2 separate regions of the Sorghum bicolor genome follow, and region 2 is linked to region 1. A link is a contact called in public HiCAR-type data. All regions are on one chromosome and are shown on one strand. Each heading gives the region's core, a stretch centred on a gene start, on an enhancer-like site or on the middle of the called end of the contact. The rest is flanking DNA. Distances are from core to core; before and after follow the strand shown. Region 1 holds the start of LOC8077202 (B-box zinc finger protein 32). Region 2 holds the start of LOC8079394 (zinc finger protein CONSTANS-LIKE 3).

Region 1 (5,156 bases), core at 1,263-3,762:
CCTATGTTGCCAACCAAAAAGGAGTCTGTAGCCTGTACTTTTTACCGGACTCTAGTCAGCGGGAATTCAATACCGCCGACCGAACCGACGACAAAAGAGTTACAGAAAATTTTTTTTACTTGTAGACATTTATTCTTGTAATAATAATAAAAAAACAATGAGGCCAAACATGCTACGTGGGCTGAAGATACACGCTAACGGGCCACGTAAATGAACTTGATAGCTGGGCTGAGGATGCACGCTAACGGGCTTTGACGGTTGGCGTGGCTCGAGGGACGCTCGAGCGGTGGAGCCTCTGTGACTGGGGCGGCGGGACTGGACAGAGCGAAGCGAGTCCCGTCCCCCGCCGCGCTTCGCTCATTCGCTGGCCGTCTGCCTCTGCCGCACGCTCGCGCACGGGAACTCGGTCGGTTGGTCGGTCTGGCCACTGGCCAGTGGCCACGCACGCGCACGCGGCACGCGATGGCGAGTCGTCGACGCGTTCGCCGTGTCGAGTCGAGTCGTGTGGCAGTGCAGAGCGCGCCTGCGGGCTCCCCCGACCACCGGTGCACCGTGCGCCGACGCGGTCCGAGCGGGTGGTTCCACACGCTACCGCCCTGAGCACGCACACGCGTTCTTCATCAGAAGGATCGGAGATACGTGGCCGTACCTTCCTGCTGCACTGCACTGCTCCACTTTACGTTGGTTTCACACGATTCCACGAGGCCGTGTACCACGGTTCAATTCAACCGTGCCTATGAAATTCCAAGGTCCACGCCGCAACCACTACCGAAACGAGCGGCCAGGGGAGAGAACGAAGGCTGGACGGTCGGTGAGAACTCCTGGGTGACAGCGACCCTTAAAAATCATGGTTGAGAGAGCATCCAGAACACCTTCTTGCCGTCGAAGCTAGCACACACGGTCCACATGTGGGTTTAAGTCCCAATTAACAACGTTGATGTGTACGCATTAGGCACACAATTAGCAAAAGAAAATATCCAGCCAATGGCCCCAATGCCTTGGCCTTGGCCCCCACCACAGCATCATCCCAGACCACATGAGTGTGTTTGTGTGTGTAATCAAATCAAATCGGCTTTTGTTAATCGCACGAGAGGCAGCCAACCACACGATCCCCTCGCTCGTACATTCTCCTATTAATTAATTAATCAGTTATAATAATTAGCGAGGAAAAGAACAAACAAACGTCGCCCACATGCTGTTGCTACATTTTCTTGGTTGGGCTCGGTACAGTGCAGCTGCAGCAGCGGATGAGCAGTGGGCCCGGCTGGATCAGAAAGGAACTCAGGAGCACTCGGCCCATCCCTCCTCCTGGTCCTGGTCCTGGCCGTCCGCGTCCGCCGCGGGGCCGGCGGCCGGGCGGCTCCCCGCGCGCGCCATCCACGACGCGACGGTGAGCACCAGCCTCGCCGGCACGTGCGCGGCGGCCTCCAGGCGGCGGAGTAGCGCGGCGGCGTCGCCTCCATTGACGCGGCACCCGGCGGGGGCGACCTCGGACCAGAGCGCGGCGGCCATCGCGACGCGGAGCGGGACGCGGGCGGCGGCCACGCCCCGGCCCAGCGCGCGGAGCGCGGCGGCGGCGCCGCGAGCCCCATCCGCTTAGCCCACCCTTCCAGCACCGCCTCCGCGGCCGCGCGCGGCCGCCGTCGCGCCGGAGCCCTCCCCGCCAACGGCGCAGCGGCGGTTGACTCCGCGGAGTCGGCCGTGGACACGCAGGAGCTGCTGGACGCGGACGACGCCGCCCCGGAGTCGGCGGCGGAAGGGGGGCGCGGCAGGCGGCGCCTCAGGTGCCTGGACGCCAGGAAGTTGGCGCCGTGCACCTTGGCGTCGCAGCGCAGGCAGAGGAACGCCGAGTCCGCCGCGCAGTGCACGGCCGCCGCGCCCCCGCAGAGCTCGCACCGCGTGCCGGTGCCGGTGCCGCGCTTCCCGCCCGCCGCCGCGTCACTAGCAACACCCATTCCCAATGGATGTCTTCTCGCTTCCTGCCTGACTGCCTCGTCGATCGGCGGACTCCGGAGCCTTGGTGTACGTCGCCTCGTCGTAGTCGCCCAAGCAAGCAAGACCTCCGGCCTCCGCGACGCGGAGCTGGTGGTGTTCAGTGGATGGATGAATGGATCGGCTCCCTCGATGGCTCCCTCCAGGTCTCGGGATCACCGGGCGCCACGCGGCGGGCTTTTATATACAAGTCTCCGCGGGAGCGCGAGGCGTGTCGTCGTGCTTCGGCGAAACCGGCCGGTGCAAGTGGGGAGTCGGCGCTGGAAACCGTGGGCGCGCGCGCGCTGGCTCGCTGGGGGAGGAGGAGGCTTCTTCGGCGGGGTTGTTTTGTTTGGAGGCTTTGGGCTGGGCGTATGGCCGGCATTTAAAGGGGCCCCGCCCGCGGCCGAGCCACCACCGGCTGGTAGTGGCCGATGGCTACTGACCGTGGGCTGGTCGTGCTCACTCGCCGGCCACCACACATACTCCTTGCTCTTGTTCAGTTGAAAAAGACAATTATAAAATAAACACTATATTATTTTTATTTATATTTTATAAATATTATTTAATTATAAACTAACTATATTTAAAAGATTTATCTTATAAATTAAGATAAATTATATAATTAATTATTTTTTATATATTGTAGGATTTTATATGACGAGAAATTTTTAAAAAATCTTTTGCAAAATTCTTAGGAGACCGTAGCCAGCAAGCAAGCAAAAGGAGACGCGATTGGACTTTTCCCAAAGACTCGCTCGCTCCTCTTCGCAATTCGCATCGTTGGTGCGGTGAAAGCTGGAGAGGGACTGGGGAAAAAAAAGGAATGTGGTGGCGCCAGCGCCAGGTGCGGTTGATTCTGGGCGTGTCGGGAATGTAGTGCAGCCACCTGGTAGTAGTAGTAGGAGGGTAAAAGAGGGAAGAAGTTGTTGAACGTTTCTTCCTCTCTTTTTTTTCGCTCTGTGGTCTCAGTTTGGGGACGTGCAGGTCGTGTTCACCGGCCGTGCGCGGTACGATATTTCGTCAGCGAATAAAACGGGCGCGCGGAAAAGGCTCGGTTTTGTTTGACTTGTATTGTAGTACTGGCTACGGAGTACGCGCCTGCTGAGATTTTTTTTTTTCTCTCCCATTGTTTACTGTCGTATACTAAGTCGTACCCGTATCTGCAAGTGCGGGAAGTAATTTGTTTGGTACAACAGCCGAATCTTGTATTGTATGCACAGGATATATAATAATAAAGCAGCCGGATTTTTTTTTTCAACAGAAAACGTCCCCAGTCTCAAAGCACGACAACTGTCAACAAAAACGTTGTCTGCCACTGTAACTACGTCGTCGTTAAATCCTGTAATATTTGCTCACTGTAAGTAAGTATTTTTAGCTATAGAAGTATTTTCTATAGTTGTCCAAGCACTATGGACATGTTTAATTAGTTCATCGCCTCTCAGGCATATACCTGCCAGGCATGCGATTAAAATTAACGTTTCTCAAGCGTTGTCTGGGCTAGAAACTGTAAATTAAGTGTCAACAATGGGCACAAAGTCTCTATCTACGTAATGGCTAACGCGGTAACACCAAAAAAAAAAGAAGATATCACTAATGATAAGCTCCCACTTCATATACAAAAACTCTAAGTCCGCCTACATGTGCTTCGAAAGTTTGTGCTCGTAGTTAATTAACCACGTGACTAATAAACATCACGCTGCAATTAAGCTATGCAGGCAGCTGCTGCTTCTCTAGCTTATCTCCAACTTGGTTCTCCGTTATCCTTCGATCTAGAGAAAAGAAATTCAGAAATTGCCACTTGCGATATATCGATGTATCGGCGACCAAACTAAAACCGGCAATAGCTCATGGATCAGGTATACTTTTCACATGGCACTTGGACTCAAAATTTTTAGTATAATGGACGTTGTAGCACTTGTAATAAATAATTATAGACTAATTAGGTTTAAAAAATTTATCTTGTACATTACAGGCAAACCGTGTAATTAGTTATTTTGTTTATCTATATTCAATGTTATATATATATATATATATATATATATATATATATATATATATATATATATATATATATATATATATATATATATATATCGTAAGATTTGATGTGATGGAGAATCTGAAAATTTTTGTAATTTTTCTTTTAACTAAACAAAGCCAATAATGTTAATATATGTATTCTGTCACTTTGTGGCCTCTTGTGGTTGAAGTGACGTGTGGAATATAAGCGGCCCGTCGTTGAATTGAACGGTGGGAGATTAAACAAACCATATTTAACGCATGGCATAGTCAGGCGGCAAATAAACAGGAGCCGTTGGTTGGGGAGGAGGCAGCGATCGTAGAGCGATCCCTGTCCACAAAACCTCGTCCGTCTCGAAGGCCCCATGCCATGCCTCGCGGCCCCTCTGTTCTGGAATGCCGGCCAGCTGGGACCCCTCCCTTTTTTCTTTTTCTAAAACCTATCTCGTTGCCCGTTTGGTGGAATCAATCTCCTCCAATTCCGATCTCCTGTAGCCTAGCCTGAATTATTGCTTAGAAAACGTTATCTGGCCGTGAGTTCATCATGCTAGCTAGCTAATTTCTAATCTCCTTTTTTTAATTAGATAATAGTAGCAAGCTAATCTCTAATCTCCTTCTCATCATGATCGTACTTTTCGACCTGACATGACTGGATTTATTAATCTGGATAATCGTCTCTTTCTATTTGAGGACGCGATGAATCGATCCACTAGATATTTGCAGAACTTGCAAAGGCAGCAATTAATGTCAGAGCAGCGAACGAATAGTAGGCAGCCCCCTCTATGGTCCGTAATTCATTTTAATCATTCGTCTTTTGAAGATTCAGCGAATACTAATCTCGATCGGCTACAGATTTGTGCTACGATCGATGCCATCGTGGCACAGCCAATTATCTTCGAGTCGAGCCGATCCGATCCTCTGGCAGCTAGCCAGGTTACGTCGTCATGGCAAAAATATCGCCGAAGAGGGGAAGGTTAGGTAGTAGGATAGGTGATGGATGGAGAGTCTGACTATGCCATGCCATATATGGCTGAGATGAACCAGCCAATGGCGTGTGTGTGTGCAGCTAGGCACACGTCGCCAGCGGTCGTGTTAGTTACGTTGGCCCCATCCCTGGCCAATTCTCAAACCAAAATATATATATATATATACAAGCTTTGTTT
Region 2 (5,156 bases), core at 1,145-3,644, 210 kb after region 1:
TCTGCTACCCTCCCGACTTTTCTTCACAAATCTAAAGCCATGTTTTCAAAGTAGTAGTATAAACCTAAAACGATCCGGGTTCCATATTATAAAAATGGCTTAGCTCCAGAAGCATCGGAGACGGAGATAAATCTATCTCGCCAGCTAATGGCACGATCTCCAGCGGAGATGCTCGCAGAAGCGGTAACCAAAAGCCAGCAAGCAGCAGCGGAGGGACACCGGAGCAGCATGCTGGATTCGGCAAAGCGCGCGCGCGGCACGGGCACATGCGTGCTGAGCCTGCCGCCCGCCGCACCGGATCGCGGCCGCGCTGTCCCTGTCCGTCCACGGGATATGACGGCATCCAGTTCGTCATCACCCGCCGCGCCCAAATGACCCGTCTGCCCCTCCCGTGCACGTCTCCCTCTCCCCCTGCCCCTGCCCGCCGCCCTCGCGCGGTGGTTGCCTTCGGCGGCAGGTCACGCGACGCGATCGTCCAGGCCAGGCCAGCGCGCCGGGCGGCGAGACGCGACGGGCCGGCGTCCGCGTCGTCGATCGATTTGCATGCGTGCTCGCACTCGACCGCGCGTCAAAACGCGGGCAGACCCGCGCCGGCCGTGGGCCGCGGAAAACGCCGCCGCCGATCGAGTGGAGTACACGCGCGGGACCCGGCCTGTGTCGAGCGCACGGCCAGCGTGAGCGCGCCAAAGTTGCGGTGGATTTGCCGGGCGGCCGGGGCCCTCGGCCTGGCGCATCAAATCCGTTGGTGTTTCCGAGGGAGATTTTCCTCTGGAAAGACGAGTTTTGGACGGTTTGTCTTTCCTGCATCACACTGATGACTGTTTTCTGTTCACGTACGGTAGGATACACTAAAAAACCCAAATTTTCTAAACAAGGCCTTGATCCACGAAGATCTTGTTTAGTTTGCAAAAAATTTTAAGATTCTCTGTCACATTGAATCTTTAGTCTATAGAGTATTAAATATAAACGAAAATAAAAATTAATTGCATAGTTTGCCTGTAATTTACGAGATGAGTCTTTTGAACCTAGTTAGTCCGTAATTGTATCCAATACAAACGAAAACGCTGACCTAAAATGTCCAAGCCGGGGCTACTCTACAGTCTACACCTACACGCGATCGCGGGCGATTCTTGACGTGTATTTGTGCAAACCGAAACAGTTAATAAGACTGTTCTAGAAAATTCGTGAGGGTGGATAATTCTCACTTGACGATATGAGAAACTTCTAGTGCAAAAAATAGTATGGTAGGTCAAGAGCGAGCGCTATCGCCTGTCGTCGTCGTCGTCGGCAGCAGTATATACGGCATTGAAATCTACGGGGTAGATATACGTCAGAGCAATTAAACACATGGACTCCCCGAGTAGCCCGGCTCGATCTTGCACCGAGGCCATTTGCGACATTTCGCTTGCGCGCGGCACGTCGTCGCAGCCTCGCCCTCGCGGATCCCAGCTAGTGCCGACTGGTCTCCGGAGTGGGAAGGCAAAGCCAGCTAGACTGACGTGGACTGGCAGCGATGGTGTCACATGTCAATGATGAAGATATGTGGTCGTTAATTACTCACAAGCACATCCATTAATGCTACTTTTCAACTACTCATACGAGTATAATTACAGTACTCAGTACTCTTGACTGTCAACGCGGGCGGTGGCTGGCGGCCAAAACGACGACGTCAAACCGCGCACCATAAAGCTAACCCTTGTCTCTTAGCACCTTGTTGAGGTTAACCGCGCGGTGAGGTTGACGCTAACGCGTCGTCTGAGTTGCCGCTTTGCTACGTCATCTAGTAATATCTTCTCCGTGCTTGATCTAGCTTATCGACTACATACTCACGCAAATTACCTTGGTCATCAGTTTAGTTAATTAGCCTGTGACTTGTGTCATAAGCTTAAGCTAGGCTTTGTCGTGCCGGAAAAAGGCAGGCTAGCTAAACCGTTTTGTCTAAGCGTGAAGTTTAAATATTCTAGTATATACAAAGTGTGATCCCGCTGATGATCTAGCATGTACACGCGGCGATAAGCTGCAGGGATGCTATGATTAAATAGCGTGATCCGTACAGAGATTATTCGAAACCCTTGCTGTCTAAAGTCTAGTCTAATGACCTAATCACTGGCGGCCAAGACCAGTGATCGCCATGCTAACCCAGCAGCAGCTCCTCTAAGACGATTGCTCGAGCGGGGCCCACGCCTCCCATGACCCGGTATCAGCACGTGGGCCTCCACCACCCAAAAATCCACGAGATCACCATTTCGCGTACTATTTTCGCTTGGCCCGCGGCGGCCCACGTGTCCCCAAGCCCACGTCACCGTCGCCGCCCTGCCCCACCTACCCGTACCCATCGCCCCAACAAGCGCGCCCACCCGCGACAGAGACGAACGCGGGCGCGGCTGCTGCCTGCTTCAACCTTCATCACCCTATAAAGCAAGGAATAGTCGCAGCTTGCTCCAGCTTCGCAAGCTTCCCTTCCCTGCTAATTGATCCTGCCATTAGTAGCAAGTGCCATCGTCGCGGCTGCCGGTTGAGAGAGAGAGAGAGAGCGATCGATCGAGGAGAGATCACGTACGTGTACGCGCGTTCGATGGAGGCCCTGGTGGCGGGGAGGTACTGGGGTGTCGGGGGACGGCGGTGCGAGGCGTGCGGGGGCTCGCCGGCGGCGGTGCACTGCCGGACGTGCCCGGGCGGCGGGGCGTACCTGTGCGCGGGGTGCGACGCGGGCCACGCGCGGGCCGGGCACGAGAGGGTGTGGGTGTGCGAGGTGTGCGAGCGCGCGCCGGCCGCCGTCACGTGCCGCGCCGACGCGGCCGCGCTCTGCGCCGCGTGCGACGCCGACATCCACGACGCGAACCCGCTGGCGCGCCGCCACGAGCGCGTGCCCGTGCAGCCCATCGGCGCGGCCGCGGCCGCGCCCGCCGCGGAGACGCTGCTGTTCGGCGCCGCCGCGGAAGAGAATCAGGACGACGACGACGGCGCCGCCGCGGCGGCTAAGGTCGTCGGCGTCGACGCCGGTAAGCTGGCGGACTTCCTGTTCGCGGACGTCATGGACCCGTTCTTCGGCCAAGACTTCACTGGTGGCACCAGGTTCCCGCACGCCGACAGCGTTGTGCCTAACAAGGGATCCTGCGGCGGCGGCGGCGCTGTGGACCTTGACTTTGGTGGTGGCGTCGCCGCCGCAGCCGTCGCTGCCAAGCCGTCCTACAGCTCCTACACCGCGGCGTCGCTCGGCCACAGCGTAAGTGTGCTTATTAGTAGCAGTACGCGTGATCGTTTGCTAGTTACGGTATCTAATCTTCGTTTGGACTTTGGTTTTGGTCGAGCAGGGCTCGTCGTCGGAGGTCGGCCTGGTCCCAGACGCGATGTGCGGCCGCGGCGGGAGCGTGACCGGCGGCGTCATCGAGCTCGACTTCGCGCAGTCCAAGGCCGCCTACCTGCCTTACGCTGCAACTCCGACCCACAGTGTAAGACCATGTGCTCTGCGCTCCCAGCTATAATACTTTCCTAGGCAAGACGAAGAGATCGAGCACGTGCAAAATTGCTATAGCTAGGAGGATCGTTTGATGGATCATGCACCGATCTGACCTTGGTTTTGGTATGTCCAGATGTCATCTTTGGACGTGGGTGCGGTGCCGGAACGCGGTGACGGGGTCATGGCGGGCAGGGTCGCGACGCCGCCGGCGGCGGCGGCCGCGGAGAGCAGGGAGGCGCGGCTGATGCGGTACCGCGAGAAGCGGAAGAACCGGCGGTTCGAGAAGACGATCCGCTACGCGTCCCGGAAGGCCTACGCGGAGTCGCGGCCGCGCATCAAGGGCCGCTTCGCGAAGCGCGCGGACGACAACGACGCCGACGCCGACGCCGACTTCGACTTCGACGCGGGTGCCGCGGCGGCGACGGCGCCGGCGCGGTCGCGGTCGCAGCAGCAGCAGCCATCGTACCCCTATGTGCTCGACTTCGCCGCCGGCTACGGCGTCGTGCCCACATTCTGACGACGCGTACCGTGTAATTATTGCTGCTGCGTCGCGTGCCCATGTTTTTGAGCCGGCCGATGCTTGGATTAGGCCGGCGTGACGCGCGCACACGAATCCGGCGTGCGTGCCATGCTGCATGCGCGCGTGCGTGTTTGCTAGAGCGGCAGGCGAGCTCTAGTTGGTGGTTGCGGCATGCCGTTTTGAGCTAGCCATGGGTAAAATTAGCAGGCTAGTGTGTACTGCTACTACGTGTTTGCTGGAGCGACCAGTTCTAGTAGTACGCGTTGTACTACTTGTGTAATTTTAGATCAGGAAGATGCTTAGCATCTGACGGTCTATTTCAATGATGATCGATGTAGTATTATGCTATATTTGGCAAGGCCACGATCTATTGCAAAGTTGCGTGCATGTGCTATACTCCTACTTTGGAGTATCGAAGCTCCTACGGCAGATTGAGGCCCTAGCAGCTGGCACGCAGTTCAACCTATGACCCTAGCTTTCCTTCAATCGAAATGGTTGCGCACGTATCGGTTTATGTATTACTCTTATATATATACCATAATAAGACAGGCCGTGAGCGTCCATCCTACATATGAAATTTGTAGGATGACTATTAATTAATTATAGTGAGCAAAAAGATTATTTATCTGATGCAAATTGACGATTCATGAGAAGGAGGCCCTGTTTGGTTCCCACCAAAAAAACCTTTTATCCTATCGTATCGAATATTTAAATACATACATAGAGCATTAAATATAGAATAAAATAATTAATTATATAGTTTGTATGTATTTTACGAGAAAAATCTTTTAAATTTAATTAGTTCATGATTGAACACTAATTGCTATAGTTACAAATGTGCTATAGCATCCAAAAACTTTTATTTTTGCGAACTAAATAAGAAGGATGTGTATGTATGCTTGTTTCCTCCCTTTGTACGAAGGGTCTCCATATATTGAATTATTGATGATAGGTACATGCATACTTTAGAGAATTTCGATCATATACGTGACTACTCTCTCAATCCTAAACTATAAGATGTTTTAAGAATCTTGCAAAGTTAAAACATCTCAAGTTGAACATAATTATATGATAAAATAATATATTTATTATACCACTAAGTATTATTAGATTTTTCATTAATTATATTTTTATAGTATATCTATTTGATGTCAAAATTTTTTGTAATTTTCTCTA

Evidence for each region. HiCAR-type assays count read pairs that join an accessible place to other places.
Region 2: a contact with region 1 is called in a HiCAR-type map of leaf, with 5 times the contacts expected there. The contact joins the promoter of LOC8079394 here to the promoter of LOC8077202 in region 1. A contact is called at or near these places in 1 of 4 Hi-C or Micro-C datasets (leaf mesophyll) and 1 of 1 datasets of contacts at active chromatin or transcription factors (leaf).

What each region holds. Positions count from the first base shown.
Region 1 is chr4:4,867,749-4,872,904 of Sorghum_bicolor_NCBIv3, forward strand. LOC8077202 (B-box zinc finger protein 32) reads right to left here and starts at 2,513. Exons shown (of 2, transcript XM_002453337.2): 1 at 1,583-2,513; 2 at 974-1,580. The coding sequence starts at 1,955. The coding sequence ends at 1,282.
Region 2 is chr4:5,081,134-5,086,289 of Sorghum_bicolor_NCBIv3, forward strand. LOC8079394 (zinc finger protein CONSTANS-LIKE 3) reads left to right here and starts at 2,395. Exons shown (of 3, transcript XM_021458162.1): 1 at 2,395-3,226; 2 at 3,315-3,452; 3 at 3,594-4,343. The coding sequence starts at 2,576. The coding sequence ends at 3,977.